2 separate regions of the Mus musculus genome follow, and region 1 is linked to region 2. A link is a contact called in public Hi-C data. All regions are on one chromosome and are shown on one strand. Each heading gives the region's core, a stretch centred on a gene start, on an enhancer-like site or on the middle of the called end of the contact. The rest is flanking DNA. Distances are from core to core; before and after follow the strand shown. Region 1 has its middle 6.3 kb from the start of Lepr. Region 2 overlaps 0610043K17Rik (RIKEN cDNA 0610043K17 gene).

Region 1 (4,341 bases), core at 1,203-3,702, 340 kb before region 2:
GCACATTCAAATAGTAATAAGCACACACAAATAAAATAAAATAAAATAAAATAAAATAAAATAAAATAAATCTTTTTACAATGCAAATACTAGCCAGATTTGGTGGCATATGACCTTAATCCCAGCCATTTTGATGCAGTGGGGAGAACAAGAGGCAAGAGGCAACAGGAAGAAACAAGAAGCAAGAGGCAACAGGAAGAGGCAAAAGGCAAGAGTCAAGAGACAGGAGGGAAGAGGCAACAGGAAGAGGCAGGAGGCAGGAAGCAGGAGGCTGGAGGCAGGGGGCAGGAGGCTGGAGGCTGGATGCAGGGGCCTGGAGGCTGGAGGCAGAGGACAGGAGACAGGGGACAGGGGACAGGAGGCTGGAGGCAGGAGGCAGGGGGCAAGGGGCAGGAGGCTGGAGGCTGGATGCAGGGGCCTGGAGGCTGGAGGCAGAGGACAGGAGACAGGGGACAGGGGACAGGAGGCTGGAGGCAGGAGACAGGGGACAGGGGGCAGGAGGCTGGAGGCTGGATGCAGGGGCCTGGAGGCTGGAGGCAGAGGACAGGAGACAGGGGACAGGGGACAGGGGACAGGAGGCAGGGGGCAGGGGACAGGAGGCTGGAGCCAGGAGGCAGGAAGCTGGAGGTAGGAGGCAGGGGGCAAGGGGCAGGGGACAGGGGACAGGAGGCAGGGGGCAGGGGACAGGAGGCTGGAGGCAGGGGGCAGGGGACAGGAGGCAGGGGGCTGGAACCAGGAGCCAGGAGGCAGGGGGCTGGAGGCAGGGGGCAGGGGGCTGGAGGCAAGATGCAGGAGGCAGGAGGCTGGAGGCAGGGGACAGGAGGCTGGAGGCAGGGGACAGGGGACAGGAGGCAAAGGCAGAGGCAACTCTATGAGTTCCTGCTTACCAGCAGTGTTTCTATGTGAATTTTACAGTCAGGCAAGAGGGCCATTTGAAAAGAGCTATATGGGAGTATGTGCCCTTATTAAATGATCCTTAAGAAGTAGAACCATTCATATGGTCCTGAGAGACTGAGGCAGCCCAGTCACGGTTCAGTCTGTTTTCTCACCTAGTGCCACAATCCATAACACATTTAATCTAAATTACTCCCCCTAGGGAATGCTGTTGGCAAGGATACAGAAGAATCATATTACCTTGACTGCCAGGGAAGTTCATAGCCCCTTCTTACAGTGTGATAAAAACAAAACAAAACAAAACAAAACAAAACTAAGGAGCAACAGGCTGGACAGATGGCTCAATGGTTAAGAATATTTGCTGCACAAACAGGAAAAACAGAGCTCAGAGCCCACCACCCATGTGACAAACCAGGCACAGTTTAACACACTTCTGTCACCCCAGCACTGATGGGGCTAGAGGCAGGGGAACTGCTAAAGTTTGCTGGCCATGTGCCCAGCTGAAAATATTGGGTTCATGGGGTTGGGGGTTTTGCTCAACGATGGTGTTAACATGAGCAGGCCCTGGGTTCCAGCCTCAGTAAAGGAACAGGTTCAGGGAGACGCGTGCCTCAAAGGATTCAGGTAGTGAGGGACAGAAAGGACACCTGAAACCGTCCGCTCACCTCTATGCATACACAGGCATGCTCATACACCATACACATACCACACGCACACACGCGGGTAGCATTGTTGGTAATTTTGTATTAACAATGAAAATTATTTCATCAAAGATTAAATATCAGTACAAAAACATGATTCCCCCACCACCACCCCCTCCAGGACTTCACTAACACCGGTTCAGTACTTCTTTATATTTGCTGTCCCTCTGCCAATTTATCAGAAATGAACACCAGGGTGTAAGAAAATTTCACAAATTCACCAAATTTTACATGGGAGCCAAATCTGTTATTTCCTTGCCCCTAAAATATAATGATAAATAAAGTTATGATAACAAATATTTGGAACTCACTCCTGAAAGGGGGTTACAAACACATGATTGGACTGAAATCAGAATTTTGCAATCAAATGCAGTTTTCACAGAAATGCATTTCAATTTATGTCCCTACAGAACTCAAAATGGCCAATACTTGTGGTTTTCCTGATGATCTATCTGTACACACACACTGCAAACCAATTTTCACATAGCACCAAGTGCCTTGTTCTCTGCAGGAATATAATGGGATTCGAAAAGCCCACCAGGCCTGTTCACTGAGCGAGAATCCAGGTCTCCTAGGTACCTACTGCAGAGGTTACAAATTCATGGTGAAAAGCCTAAGAGTTATTTTCCTGGAGCCCTGGTTTGGGATTAATGGGTCACAAGAGTTAAGTTATCTCTTGCCTTGGCCCTTGTTGTGGCTCTGAGGAACTTTCTCGCCCAGCTCCCTTCTCTCTCCTCTGCTCAAAGAAAGCACCCCCTGTTTTCCCTTGACTCCAAGCACTTGAGTCTAGTCAGGCTGTCAGGTACAGTGTCTTGGCTGCAAAGAAAGGCCGCACAGAGCATGTGGCCCAAGCTGGACTTGTCATAGGAACCTCTGCCTGTGAGTACAGCTGGAACAGAGCATGGGAAAGTGATTGGAGACAGGCCAGTCTAGATTGTTCTCTGAGGTTTCTCAAACAGGGTCTGGGATGAAATACCATGGTGCGCCAGCCAAGGCAGGAAGAGCTTCCCTGTCAGCTGCTGAGTGCTGTTTGCCTACACCCATCCGCAGGTCCTACCAGCAACAGATTAACAATATTTTTCAATTGTGTGTTTTTGAATATGTGTTGGTATTTTCTTGTCATGATCCCTTCATGACACAACTCTTTATATTTTACTAGGTATTATCACTTATCGACAAGGACTTGCAGTATATGGGAGAAAGTACCTAGGTTACAATGCAAACGTTTGGCTATTTTCTGTAAGAAACTTGAATAGCCACAGATCTTGGCATATGTGGAGGTCCTGAAGACAATTTATGATTGACACAAGGGCCAGCTGCAGGTATGGTTGTGAGCTATAGCTAAAGGGCAGCCAAGCCCTCTGATGTGTGAGCAGTAATGAGACAAAGAATTAGAATTTCAAGCCATATAAATACAAGTCATATATTGTGGCTCCATTTTTTTTCAGTGATATCAGTTTACCAAACGATAGAAACTGTTAAAGCATTCCAGTTCTTAATTTCTGTTTTATTTTGTTTTGTTTAATTTGTTTTCACATCTAACTTCCAAGCAGGGGACCATGGGAGGGAGAAGAAGGCAGGCTCAGTATGAGCAAAGACTCTGACCTCTGGACATCTGTTGAATTTGGCCTCTGCCTCTTCTATCTGTTGTCGGGTGTTGATCTACATGGATCCATGCCAAAGGTTACTTGAGACCGATGACTGGCCTCATTTGCTCGATGCCTCCCCAAAGTGCTCAGAGACAATGTGCCCAACACACCCTGGGTTACAGGCACCATACTGAGGTGTCCAAGCCAATCAGGATGGCTATTCTTGCTCTGGAATTCTTTTTCTTCTTCTAAGCTTTGCTGAGTTGAATGAAAAGGGATGGTAGCCCTTTCTGCTGCAGAGGCTCTCAGCACATTTCTCCTCAAACTCACTGAAAGCATCTACAGATTCCTCCCACCAGGCTCACTCTGAGTTCACTGGGATCTTGAGACTGTGTTCTGGCTTTATACTGCCTGTTCTTGATCTTCCAGAGCACATTTGATTTTAAATACCACTAAGCACAAATGCCTACTGTGTGTCACTCTTGGTAGAATTCTCCCAAGGGTTCAGGACTCTTTAATCCTTGCAACGTAAATGTTGCATCTCGTAGTTTTCAGAGCTCATTTTTTTTCCAAGCCTCAAAACACAATGTGCTATGACATCGCCTTTTTTTGGTAGTGCACCAAAAATACAATGGGTTACGGGGATACATTAAAAAGAACGCCAGGGAATAACTCAAGAAGCAAAGATGGAGTTGGTTGGTTGGTTGGGTTCTCAAAGGCAAAGCCAAGCACTTGGGATGACACCAAGAAGCAAGGAGCAGACCCACATTTTCTTAACATGGTTCTGTTCTGGGCATTATACCCTCTGTGGATGGTTATTTTGTTTATCTTTTCTTAAGTTTTCTCACTCTCTGCCTCCTTTTTTTTTCCCACTTACAATAATCCCAGCTATATTTCTACTACTCACACCCTGTAGAACCCCACCCAACATAACAGGCAGAAAGACAGTGGGTTGTTATTATCTCCTTAAAACAGGGGTGTTTCAACACGCAAGTAGCAGGAAAATCAGAGATGTAGGTGCTCCCCAAAAGCCCCCAAACCACTGGGAACCTCCATTATCTTAGCTTTTTTTTTTTTAATTTCAGACTTGTTGTTGTTGTTGTTGCCTCTGCCCCACAACAAAGGGTGCAATGACTGGTGTGAACTTCCTTGACAAG
Region 2 (4,300 bases), core at 908-3,407:
TCCCTGGGAGTTCTGGGGGGTCTGTTTGGTTGATATTGTTGTTCTTCCTGTAGGGTTGCAAACCCCTTCAACTCCTTCAGTCCTTTCTCTAACTCCTCTATTGAGGACTCTGAGCTCAGTCCAACGGTTGGCTGCTAACATCCACCTCTGTATATGTAAGGCTCTGTCAGGGCCTCTTAGGAAACAGCCATATCAGGATCCACCTCTTAGGCATGCACTTCTTGGCATCCACAATAGTGTCTGGGTTTGGTAACTGTATATGGGGTGAATCCCCAGGTGGGACAGTCTCTGAGTGGCCTTTCCTTCAGTCTCTGCTCTACACATTATCTCCATATTTGCTCCTTTGAGTATTTTGTTCTCCTAAGAAGGACCAAAAATGATACTCAATTTTAACTAGCCTCCTCCCTTTGTGTGTGTGTGTGTGTGTGTGTGTGTGTATGTATGTGCATATGCATGTATCTGTTTATGTATATGTGTATGGGTATATAAGTGTTATGTACGTATGTGTATGTGTATATATATATATATATATATATATATATATATATATATATGATTTTTCTTTGTGGTTGCAGGGATTATACCTAGGGTCTTAACATATTTTAAGCAAGTTTTCTTTTACTGATCCAAATCCCTAGCCACACATGAGAGAGCTAGACAGAGACAGACACACACAAAGGGTATGTATGTGGGCGTAGAGACAGACAGACAGAGAAGAGAGAGAACACATTAAAAACAATAATGTTAGGAGCCAGGTATGATTGCACACCCCTTTTATCCTAGCACTTGCAGAAGCAGGCAGATCTCTGTGAGTTTAAGAAAAGTCTGGTCTACCTAAAAATTTCCAAGGCATTGAGGCCTAAATACAGAGACCCTGCCTCAAACTAGACATTCACCCCAACAACAACAATAACAACAAAAGCCATGCTATGGCTCAGTGGATAAAGTGCTTGCCACCCAGCATGATTAAGATCCTGGGATCCCCAGTGTAAAGGGGAAATGGAAAAACCAACTCTGCAAATTGTCCTCTGACCTCCACTGGTTCACTGTGACCTGTGTGCACCTGTGTATATAATTATAATAATATTAAGAATAAATCATTTTGAATGACAAATAAAGGCAGACAACTAGTGCTTATGGAGTACTTGCTATATGCCATAATGTACTTCATATTTATTGTCTAAAATTCAGACATTTCTGGGGCTGGAGAGATGGCTCAGGTATTATCACCATTGGTTGCTCCTCCAGAGGATCTGGGTTTGGTTCCTGGCACCCACATGGCAGCTGACAGCCATCTGTAACTCTAAGGGAACCATTACTCTCTTAAGACTTCTGAGGGCCCCCCAAACATGTGATGTACAGAAAATTCAGGGAGACACCCATATACACAAAAGAAAAACCAATGACTATTAATAATAATAATGATAATGATAATAATAATAATAATAATCAGGCATTTCAACCTGTGGCCTTCAGACCACATCAGTCTCAGGAGAGAGCTATGACTACAGCAGCCTATATACATTTGTAGATGTCAACATCAGGTCACAATGTCACAAGGTTAAACACCCCTGGAATCATTGGAATCATTCTTTCAGTAATATCTCACTTTAGAAAAAGAATCAGATGAAACAATGTTTAAAAAAAAAATTAGATCATGTGGGCCAGCCAGATGGCTCAGTGTGGAGAAACCCTGCTAATCAAGTCAAAGTCTACTATCATCCAGATAGCCTTCTGAACTCGATGCAAAAATGGGGACTCCCTTTACCAGAAGGGCTTCTCCTTCTCTGACCTTGTCTGGGGAGCTTAAAACCCCTATGCCCTCTGCCCTCAGAATGCCACATGGCCTTGGTTAGATCATAGGTTCAGCTTCCTTTCTCCTAATGAGAATCCGATCCGCAAGCCCCTGAGATTCCTGGAGTCCTTCCCCATGGTAATGAGGCAGCTCAGTGCCTTAGCCTTCAGCCAATGGCCTTTGCCCACCCTGGATAATCCTACCTCCTCCCCCAAGATCATATAACCCGTTTCACCCCGATTAAAGTTGATCTGTTTCCCAGAAGTTGATTCTGAAATGTGTCATCATTTCCCTTCATACTGACCGGCCATCTGAAATCCTGTTCATCGATTCTGCTCCCTTTGTCCTCGTGGCCTGGTGGCCAATGACCCTGGAGTGAAGAGAGACTCGCAGTTTAGGAGGTAAAGGCACCAAGCCTGATGACCTGAGCTCAATCCCTGGGTCCACGTGGTCGAAGTAGAGAATAGTTTCCAAAAGTTGTCCTCTGGCCCAAAAATGAACATCAAGGCATACAAATACACACACACACACACACACACACACACACACACAGAGAGAGAGAGAGAGAGAGAGAGAGAGAGAGAGAGAGAGAATAAATGCATGCACGATTTTTTTATGTATATAATGTGCCATAAGTGTCTTTCAGACTTTTGTTGTTTGCTCATTGTCTTTTGGGAAAGAGTCTCACGTAGCCAACTAGTCTCACCATAAACTCACGTAATAGCAGATGGTAGCTTTGAACTCCTGAGTCTCTGCCTCTATCTTCCAAGAACTATGATTATAGGCATGGGCAACACACACAGTTGTCCAAGAAACTGCTTTTTAACAGTGCAGAAGAACAGAGACTAAGAGCCAAGAGCTGCAAGACTTTATAACATTTGCATGCCGACCCTTAGGAAATGTGACGTGTGGGTAGTTAGTATGAACTACTGCAAGAAATCAAGTCTCAGGAAGAAACGAAGCCCTGATTTTTTAAGTGTTATAAGGGTCTTGCTTTTGAGTTGCTTGGCTTACAGAAATCACATATTCACGGTGCTGAATAGCTTTTCCTGCATATATGAGGAGTTTTGTGATTTGACGAGCCATATCCCTATCCGGCCACCACCACCATCAGAGTCCTGGATCCTCACGACAGTGCATCGCAGAGGAGCACACCATTTCCCCCACAGATGGGGCTTTGTCTTTAGTCATTACAAGCTTGAGCAAGAGTCTTGGCAAAATGTAAATCAAAGGAAGAAGCGGTGATACAAACAATTTGTCCCCTGCAGAGTTATTTTTGAAAAGCTAAGCCACAGATCCCAATTTATAAAGGAGCACACACAGTTCCTGAGAGTCGGGGCCCGATGTGGCCATGTGGCTAAGGTGATGGATGGCCCAGTCAGTCTCTGGGGTACTCATGATGTCTACATACTCAGCATGCAAATCTAGGATTCTAGGGCACTCTAAACAAACTCAATCCACCCACAGACATGCATGCACACAATTTAAAAATAATAAAAGTCCTTTAAGAGCTATCCAGGTTGGAGCTGGAATGATAGTTTATCAGGTCAGTGTTTGCTGTGCAAGCATGAGAACCTGGGTTCAGATCATAGAAGCCACGTAAGAAACGGCACGGCAGCACACACCAGCAACCTCAGTGCTTTATAGAGTGGAAACAGGAGGATTGTGATGGCCTGCTGGCAGCCAGCCTAGCTCCACATTGTATGAGAAATACTGTCTCAGAGGGATAGTACCAAGAGATAGAGCAAGACATCTGACTTCTTCTGGCCTCCGTTCATGCTCATGTACACGTATGTGCTTATATTCCACACACATACATACACACGCACACACACATATATAGAGTTATAAAGTATTTCATTGACTATAGTATGACTATAATGAGGGGACTCACTCACTAGATACGCATCTCTATCCTTGCACATGCACTCTTGGTTTTGAGACAGGGCATCACCATGTAATTCTAGCTGAATGGTAACTTGCTATGTGGACAAGGCTGGTCCCAAACTCATGAGCTCCACCTGCCTCTTCCTCCAGAGTGCTGGAATTAAAGGCATAGGAATCTATTTAAAAATATATTTTTTAAAAATCTTATTTATTTAATACATGAGTGCTCTGATGCATATACATCCGCCTCCCTGAAGAGGGCATCAGATCCCATGTGGTTGCTGGGACTTGAACTCAGAATTGAACTCAGGATCTCTGGAAGATCAGCCAGTGCTTTTAACAGATGAGCCATCTCACCAGCCCCTTAAAAATATAAATTAACTCCGTGTGTGTGTGTGTGTGTGTTTGTGTGTGTGTGTGTGTGTATACCACTGCATACACCTGAAGTTCAGAGAACAACTTATAAGAGTCATTTTTCTTCTACCATGAGGGTCCCCAGGATCAACCTCAGGTTATCAGGCTTGCCTACAAGTACTTTTATCCACTCATCCATCTTGCAGGCAAATCGCTCATAAGTATAAAAACAAATCTTTAAAATAGAAACCTCATCTTCTTTGT

The links. Hi-C and Micro-C count contacts between places; a contact is called where the count stands out from the background.
Region 1: a contact with region 2 is called in a Hi-C map of liver, with 2.9 times the contacts expected there. The contact joins two enhancer-like sites. A contact is called at or near these places in 1 of 484 Hi-C or Micro-C datasets (liver) and 2 of 115 datasets of contacts at active chromatin or transcription factors (embryonic stem cells and hepatocytes).

What each region holds. Positions count from the first base shown.
Region 1 is chr4:101,709,467-101,713,807 of GRCm38.p6, reverse strand. No RefSeq gene overlaps it. Among named protein-coding and RNA genes, the nearest start is that of Lepr, 6.3 kb to the left of the region's middle. Within about 2 kb of position 2,452, at least 9 of the 459 cell types and tissues checked have an H3K27ac peak or open chromatin away from gene starts, as enhancers often do. A contact at or near this core is called in hepatocytes and liver, where this site is marked.
Region 2 is chr4:101,372,123-101,376,422 of GRCm38.p6, reverse strand. 0610043K17Rik (RIKEN cDNA 0610043K17 gene) reads right to left here. Exons shown (of 4, transcript NR_040640.1): 3 at 2,100-2,165. Among named protein-coding and RNA genes, the nearest start is that of E130102H24Rik, 18 kb to the right of the region's middle. Within about 2 kb of position 2,157, at least 2 of the 459 cell types and tissues checked have an H3K27ac peak or open chromatin away from gene starts, as enhancers often do. A contact at or near this core is called in hepatocytes and liver, where this site is marked.